3 separate regions of the Sus scrofa genome follow, and all the other regions are linked to region 1. A link is a contact called in public HiChIP or PLAC-seq and promoter capture Hi-C data. All regions are on one chromosome and are shown on one strand. Each heading gives the region's core, a stretch centred on a gene start, on an enhancer-like site or on the middle of the called end of the contact. The rest is flanking DNA. Distances are from core to core; before and after follow the strand shown. Region 1 holds the start of SPAG7 (sperm associated antigen 7). Region 2 holds the start of PELP1 (proline-, glutamic acid- and leucine-rich protein 1). Region 3 holds the start of SCIMP (SLP adapter and CSK-interacting membrane protein).

Evidence for each region. Promoter capture Hi-C pulls out the DNA fragments that hold promoters and counts their contacts. HiChIP or PLAC-seq counts read pairs in DNA pulled down with a chosen protein or histone mark.
Region 2: a promoter capture Hi-C map of liver shows a contact between it and region 1, with 4 times the contacts expected there. The contact joins the promoter of PELP1 here to the promoter of SPAG7 in region 1. A contact is called at or near these places in 2 of 5 promoter capture datasets (both in liver) and 1 of 2 datasets of contacts at active chromatin or transcription factors (alveolar macrophages).
Region 3: an H3K27ac HiChIP or PLAC-seq map of alveolar macrophages shows a contact between it and region 1. The contact joins the promoter of SCIMP here to the promoter of SPAG7 in region 1. A contact is called at or near these places in 1 of 47 Hi-C or Micro-C datasets (embryonic fibroblasts) and 1 of 2 datasets of contacts at active chromatin or transcription factors (alveolar macrophages).

The regions. Positions count from the first base shown.
Region 1 is chr12:51,947,636-51,950,225 of Sscrofa11.1, reverse strand. It overlaps SPAG7 (sperm associated antigen 7), which reads right to left and starts at 1,313. Exons shown (of 7, transcript NM_001243921.1): 1 at 1,221-1,313. The coding sequence starts at 1,305. It overlaps CAMTA2 (calmodulin-binding transcription activator 2), which reads right to left. Exons shown (of 23, transcript XM_021067750.1): 22 at 2,471-2,545; 23 at 1,523-2,386. The coding sequence ends at 2,323.
Region 2 is chr12:52,175,772-52,178,361 of Sscrofa11.1, reverse strand. It overlaps PELP1 (proline-, glutamic acid- and leucine-rich protein 1), which reads right to left and starts at 1,300. Exons shown (of 18, transcript XM_021067790.1): 1 at 871-1,300. The coding sequence starts at 1,119.
Region 3 is chr12:51,771,341-51,773,930 of Sscrofa11.1, reverse strand. It overlaps SCIMP (SLP adapter and CSK-interacting membrane protein), which reads right to left and starts at 1,296. Exons shown (of 5, transcript XM_003358218.4): 1 at 208-1,296. All of the region lies in intron 2 of RABEP1 (rab GTPase-binding effector protein 1), which reads left to right.

The DNA.
Region 1 (2,590 bases), core at 64-2,563:
TCCCCTCTCACTTACCGAATTACCCATTCTTCATCATCTCAGCTCACTGCAGACTAGGTTAGGACCCTACTTGTAGCCCCTCTCATAACAATTATTTTTCCTTCAGGACATTGATAAAGCTGGTTTTTAAACTCCCGTGTGAGCATTTCATGTGGGCTCCTGGAGGGTACCCCTGGGCCCGAGTAACCACTCAGGACAGCAACTATGGATGATATAGTTCGATATTAGGCAGCACTTGAGACTTCGAAGGCAACCTAGCCTGCCCTGGCCCCACCTCGGACGGGTGGAGAGCCGGTGCCCGGGACATGGTCAAGGCTGGTGTCCTCCCCAAGGCAGTCATTCTGCCAGATTCATTCACACGTCTCAGAGCAGCAACCCAAAGAGAGGGCAGCCCCTCCCCGCGGGCCGCGCCCTGCGCTGGGAGCCCAAGTTGACAGGCCAGCAGGGAAGTTACTCGGAGAACACAGGCGGGGAGACTACCGCCAATCGGACCGGGCAGGGGCATTCTCATCCCTCCAATCAACATTCACTCCCCCCCCCGGGGGGGGGGTTCTGGCATTTAAGGGTGTAGATGAAGAAGGTTGGTTGGAGGAGCGGCAGAAGGGAGCGGGTTAAATCAAGAAGGCGGGGCAGAAAGGCGCCAAAAGGACTCAGCAACCAATTAGAGGTGCTGAGGGTGGGGTGGACTAGAGGAAGGTCGAACGAAACGTGATAGGTAGACGTTTAAGTTGAGGTGACCAATAAGGGTGAAAGGCTTGCGGATGGACGTGTCCGGGGCCCAATCGGAATAGGGACAGGGGTTGCCGGGACTCGAGCACCGAGAGGCGGGAAAGGCAGAGCGGTGGAACACGCCCCCCGCTCCGGTCCGAAGGCGGGAAGAGGAGCCGCCGCAGAACACCAAGGGGTTGGGTGGGGTTGGAGGCAGCCTACCAATCACAGCACGCCACCCGCGGACAGGCGGGCTCGTCGACGAATTAAAAAGAAGGACTGCGGAAGGCCAGGGTAGGGAGAGGAGAGAGGGCTGGCGCTGGGCTTCAGGTAGCCAATCAAGGTCCGCTAAGAACAGCGGGCGGGCCGGTAGCCCTTTTAGGGACTCCGGGGGTCTCTGAAGGGGACCGTGAGAGGTCTTTCAAGGTTGAGGAGGCGGGGTCGTCAAAGTGGAAGGAGTGAGGTCCTGTGAACCGGGCGAAAAAAGGCGGTTGTGAATTTGGGATCCTCACCTCGGGCCTTGCGCCGAGTCTCCTGGTCACCGAGGCTTGGTGGCTTCTCCATGGAGCTCAGGATGGAGCCCAGTAGGTCCGCCATCTTGGGAGTGACTGAGAGGGGGCGGTGCGTCTTAAAGGGAAGGGCAAAATGCCTTTAAGGCCGGAAACACGTCGGAGGCGGAAAACCACGCGCCCGCCCCGCCCAGCTCCCGTGCGGCGCTGACGCCAGCTGGGGCGCCCGGCGCAGCCTCCCAAGGGCGGAGGCCCCGCCCCGCCCCCCCCGCCCCCCACTCCCCGGTCAGACAGAGGCCGGAGGCTGGCTGGTGCAGCGATGTTTAATGGCAATTCGTAGAAACCAAGCCCATGCACAAGTAGAAAGTGCTCTCGTAGAGCCGGCTGAAGGCCCCCGCCGCGCCAGGAACCACAAGTCCGGCTGTGCAGCCCTCCCCGCGGCGCCTTAAATAGATTCTTCACTATACTCTGTATGTTACATTATGTACAAGCCCCCTCCCCTCGGGGACGGGGCAGGACTCCGCAACGCGTTCTTATATACACCCCTCCTTTGGCCCCGAGATCGGTGGCCGGAGTCGGTCGGGGTGACGGGGAAACACAGGGTCAGAAAAGGAGGGAACAGACGCAAACATGCGGAGTCGGGGTGGGGGCACAGTCAGCCCTGAAACACGAGGGGCGCGCGCGCAGTGAAGGCAGAGGTGGGACCGAGGCGGATACATTCAGAGACTCGTTGAACAAATAAATAAGGCAAGTCAGGAAGGGGCTGAGGTGGGTACAGGCGGGTTCGGAGATGTGGAGAAGGGGCAGGCAGGGCTCCGGAGGTCACAGCTGAAGATGCAGGTATGTGGGGCGTGGGTCTTCTGGAGCCGGGGACTCAAAGAGGGGGGCACGACCCGGAGGGAAGAGGAGAAGGAGCCGGGGGTGGGAGAGGGAGTTCAGCACTTCGGAGGGGGCGGGAGCGGAGACCGAGGATGGGCTCCTACAGAAGTGACGGGAAAGCTGCCAACGGGGGGTGGGGTGGGGGGGCTCCCCCTCCCCCAGAGAGCCCTCTCCCTGTTAAGACTGCAAGAAGCGGCCCCGGCTGATGAGAAAGGCGATGGAGAAGTCAGGTGGCCAGGCCGGGCTGGGGAAGCCCTTCCAGCTCCTGGTTCTGCTTCAATTCCCTCATCCTGCCGAGAGACAAGGAAGGAGTCAGGGGACACCGGCCGATCGGGAGGTGGGATGGGGGAGGCGGCAGGGCCAAATCGCAGCACCTGTGTCGGCAGCGCCGCAGGAATCTCATGATCTTCCGGGCTGCCTGGTCCTGCTTCTTGGTGAGAAAAGAGCCTCTGGTGGAAGAAAGAAGAGATGAAACCTCACACAACACGCGGGCA
Region 2 (2,590 bases), core at 51-2,550, 230 kb before region 1:
CAGTAATGCCAGAACGGAGCAGCGTCCGCGACCTACACTACAGCTCACGGCAACGCAGGATCCTAAACCCACTGAGCGACACCAGGGATGGAACTCGAGTTCTCATGGATGCTAGTCAGATTCGTTTCCACTGAGCCACGACAGAAACTCCCAAAGGGCCCTTCTAAGCCAGTCTACACAGCGCTGCATAATCTATCCACTGCCTCATCGGGCCCACTCTCTCTCCGGCCACCTCTGAACCCCAGGCAAAATGTTCCCACCACAGGACCTTCCCACATGAGCCTTCCGCTGACTGAACCGTCCTTCCCATTTTCCTTCCCTACCCAACACCCACTCATCCTTGGGGATCTCGCTTTAAACTCCAGTACCTCAGGAAAACCTCTGCAATTCTCCAGACTATGTCAGTGGTCCCTAATATACCATTCTCATAGTTTTTCTCATAACATTTTGTTCATCGCCATCGCATCTATAACGAGCGCCCAGGACCCGGCCCTCAGTAAGAGCGCAGTAAACAGGTGTCCATTCACTCAGTCGAAACTATCCGCGAAACAGATACTGCCTGAGGAAAAAGAAACTAAAGATCACATATCTAGTGAGTGATGTGGCCTGGGATCGCACCCATTCACGTGTGTCCACCAACAGCCTAGCAATATAGAAAAGAGGCCCTTCCTCTTCCCTAAATTTCTTCCATTCGTGGCTGATAAAGAAAAATGGGTGAATCTCGTCCAGACTAATGTCTGGATCCACTTTCTGCCCCCAGTTCTCCTTCCCTACACCTCCCCACTGCAGCTGCAAAGCACCAAGACCCCTGCGCACAAAAGCTGCGCCAACCTTCCAACCCGACCGCCGGCCAGAGGGCCACAGACTCACCGGGGCCCCGCCCACCGTCCCATGTAGCCGCAATAGGCACATGAGCCCCGGCAAGTGTGGGGCCGAGGGGGCTGGGGGATGCACGGGGGCAACGGTGGATCCCGCTCGCGGCTGCAGCAACCCCGACACGCTATCCAGCAGCAGCAGGCGAAGACGCGGGACCGAGACCACCGCCGAGAGACCCCCGGTCCCGCCGGGAACCCCGGCCGCGGAGCCCGCAGAGGGTCCGCTGAGAACCGCCGCCGCCATCTTCACCCGGACTGTAGTGGTGGCGTGGCGCGATGACGCAAACACACCGCGACGCACGCCTCGAGGGGAAGGGGCGTGAGGAGGGGGCCGTGGTCTTGCGCGTTGCGTGCACGGCGGTTGGACTGCGCGTTCGGACTGGAAAGGAGCATGCGCGGCGTGGAGAGACCCAGGCGCCCCCGCGGCGGGTGTGTGGCTCCCCAGGTGTGCCTGGCGGATGGGCAGGGTCGAGGGTGGGCCGGGGGCGGGCCGGGGGCGGGCCAGCGGCGCTTAGAGAGCACGTGGTCAGGACTAAAGGCGCCGGAATCGAAAGCTAGCCTTTCAAGTAGCGGCGTCTCTGGACCCTTTCAACCTAGGCCGCACTGATACCTGAGGAACTGGTCTTCTTGTGTGAAATCTTAAACGTTTTTAACTACATTTACAACCACAGAAAAGATACAATACATGCGCCTTGCAAAAAATTCAAACAGTAAAGAAAGCATAAAATACAAAGAGAAACCCCCCCTCCCCTTTCTCCAGTACTGTGTATACTTTCCTAGTATTTGTCTACACACAGATACGAAAATACATAGTTTATTCTGCAAGAGCGGGGTGTGCTTTTTTCACTCAGTATATGTTTTGGGCAACTTTACGCTGTTTTTTAAGCAGCATGGTACAATGAGTTCCCAATTTCATTGCTAAGTATTTACCGATGCTCCAGTTTCTCCCAAAACACTTCAGTGACCACCCTAACAGCGCTGTGCGTTTTTTTGTGCACAGACATAATCTTTTGAATCTAATAAAATCCAAATCCAAGATTCGAATCCAAGGGTCATCTCTCTTGTTGTACTCTGATCCTTCTTCAAGTCCTGGTATTCTGCCTCCAAAATACACTAACCCAATAGGGTTCATTTTTCTCTATTTATCTCCAGTGCCACGCTGGGCCAAATCACCATTGTCTCTCACCTGGCCTCTTGAACACTAGCCTCCTGCCAGTGGACTCCTCACTGCTCACCTTGTTCTCCTACTGGCCTTCTCCACACAGCAACCAGACTGGTCTTTTCAAACCTAATTAAGTTCTCACTCTCTGCTTAAAGTTCTCCAATGACTTCCAAACATCCTGTGAATGAAATCCCATTGCTTTCACCTTGGCCTACTTCATCAGACCTATACCCATCTCTCTAACCTCAGCACCTGAGTTACCCAGCCTCTTTCCCTAACTTTGAGCCAAACTAGCCTAACTTTCTACTCTCCAGCCATCCCATTCCTGTGGCAGTGCTTTTCCCTAGAGAAACTTTGCTTTATCGGAGTATAAAATTTTTAAAATTTATAGTATTTACAAAGTTCTATTAGTTTCAGGTGTATAGCATAAGTGAATAAGGCATACATATAAATGTATCCACCCAGGAGTTCCCATCGTGGCTCAGTGGAAACAAATCTGGCTAGTCTCCATGACGACGCAGGTTCGATCCCTGGCCTTGCTCAGTGGGTTAAG
Region 3 (2,590 bases), core at 47-2,546, 180 kb after region 1:
TCTGTTACCGCATCGGTTCACTGGTTCACTGTTTGTCTCCCACCCCAGCCTGTAGGCTTCAGGAGGGCAAGGGCACGGCTGCTCCCTTTACCACTGTTTCTAGTGCCTAGAACAACACCTGGCACGCAGGGGGCGGGGGCTCTACATGCATCTGCCAATTTATGAATGATGCCCCGGCCTCTTTCCCTCTTTCCTCTGCCGACTTACCTTCTAATGATACAGATCAGGAGGCAGTTTCAGGGTCTGAACTTCAGGCGCTGGGTGTTCTAATCCTAAAGCACCTCTCCTGGACACGCAACCTTGGGCAGGCTCCCCGCTCCTCTCCTGCCTTCGCCCCAGGGTGTCAAGCAGCTGGCTGGGAAGCAGAGGCCCGGCAGGTGTGGTGGGATGGAGTGGCCCCTTCCCTCTTGTTTCTGCTCTTCCTTCCAGTAAACTAAGGCACTCAGTTCTGCGTGGTGTCAGGCCAAGAGAGCTGCTAAAAGCAACCACCACCCCAGCCCCAATCTCACTTCCCCAAAAGGTGTTTCCGGGGAGTCGGTGACAGAAATCACATTTACTGTCTGTCACTGGGAATTCCGGGGACTGTGGCTTTATTCAGAATTGGCTTTTTTTCCCCCCTTCAACCAAGATCCTCAGAGTAAGACACCAGTTTACAGGGTGACAGCTACACATACATTCACATAAATGAAACAAGTTTCCCCAAGCACTTTATGGCACATGGCGCCCTCCCGCCAGCATTTCCTCATCTCTTCTAGCCTCTTTCGGGAGAAGCAGTCCTGAGTGCCAGCCCCTTAGTTTACTTCAAAACCCACCAATGGTCATGCCTGTATATTGGCACATCTGAGTTTTTCGCAGGAAAAAGAAATGATCTGGAATAGTCATGAGTTCAGAAGGCGTGGGTCGAAGGGAGGTGTTGTGGGAAGTTAGTTGCAGAAAGTTGCAGCTGGCAGAGGCCTGGAGACAGTCTCTGAGGAGGGCTGGCACACACGCAGCGGGCAGACGGGAGGTCGGAATGGGAATCCAGCTCCTTGCTCTCAGCCATTGAGGGCTTCGTGGTCTGAGTCCCAGGCCACCTCCCCGAGGCCTGCACTGTCCAGGACAGCAGCCACTAGCCCCATGAGGCTAACCAACTGGGCACTAGATGTTAGCTAAGTGGCTTGCTAGAGCCAAGATGTGCTGTAAGCGTGAGATACACACTGGATTTCAGAGACTTGGTACAGAATGAACGTAAAAGGTCTCACGAAGAGATGTTTATCTTGATGAGCTGTTAAAAGGATAATATGTTGGATATAGTGGGTTAATTAAAATGTATTTAAAATTAATTTCAGCTGCTTTTCCCTATTTTTTTGTTAATGATTTTTATTTTTTCCATTATAGTTGGTTTATAGAACCTTTTGTTTTGTTTTGTTTTGTTTTGTTTTTGTCTTTTTAGGGCTGCCCCCATGGCATATGGAGGTTCCCAGGCTAGGGGCCAAATTGGAGCTGTAGCTGCTGGTCTATGCCACTCCCCCTGTATTTCTTTCCCCTCCTCAGTTGGAAACCCCCCCACCCCCCCCCCGCCCACTCTTGCCTTGTTCACCTTCAGATTCTCAGGATTACCATCCAGGCAGGTCGTACTTGCCGATGTCAGCTCAAAAATTGTAACACTGTGTCACAACAGAAGAATGGATAAATAGGAGGGAATAGGCAGACAATGAAAGACTACCCAGAAATTTTTTAAAATGAAATCCTGACACACAACAGTATAGAGAATCCTGACAACATTACATTAGGTGACAGAAGTCAAATATAAAAGAGCACAGCCTGTATGAGTCTCTTCATGTTAAGTTCAAGAAAACGATCCCGATAGAAATCAGACTTGTGGTTTCAGTGGGGGCAGAAAGGGCCTGACTGCAAAGGGCACAGGGGAACTTTGGGGGTGATGGAAATCTTTACATCTTGTTAAGAAGTTGTCAGATTTAGCCGAGGCGCTTCTGGGAGCTCCCAGAGGGTCTAGTGGTGAGGATTCAGTGCTCTCACTGCTGCGGCCCGAGTTCATGCCTCGGTCTAGGAACTGAGATCCCATATCCTGATGCGCCCCAAAAGGCACTTGACGGATTATTATACTTCATTTAAAAACTAAAAATAAAAAATAGAATGAACTGCCTTTCAAGTTAATGACAGGCTGGGCGGGGAATGAACTTTGCTGGTAGGAGCTGGAGACTGTTGAATTCCTCTGGGTTCTGGAGGGAGGAGATTTGGGGTTCTGGGCAAGAAGGAGGTGGAGTTTCACAGGAGAATGGGAAGAGGAGAAGGGGAGCCAGCTGGATGGTTCAAAGGGGGAGAAGCATCTGGTGGAAGATGGTTAGGGATGGAGTGGCCAAAGGGCCAGTGGCATTTTAAGAAGAGGGCTGTGGAGTTCCCGTCGTGGCGCAGTGGTTAACGAATCCGACTAGGAACCATGAGGTTGCGGGTTCGGTCCCTGCCCTTGCTCAGTGGGTTAACGATCTGGCGTTGCCGTGAGCTGTGGTGTAGGTTGCAGACTCGGCTCGGATCCTGCGTTGTGGCTCTGGCGTAGGCCGGTGGCTACAGCTCTGATTCAACCCCTAGC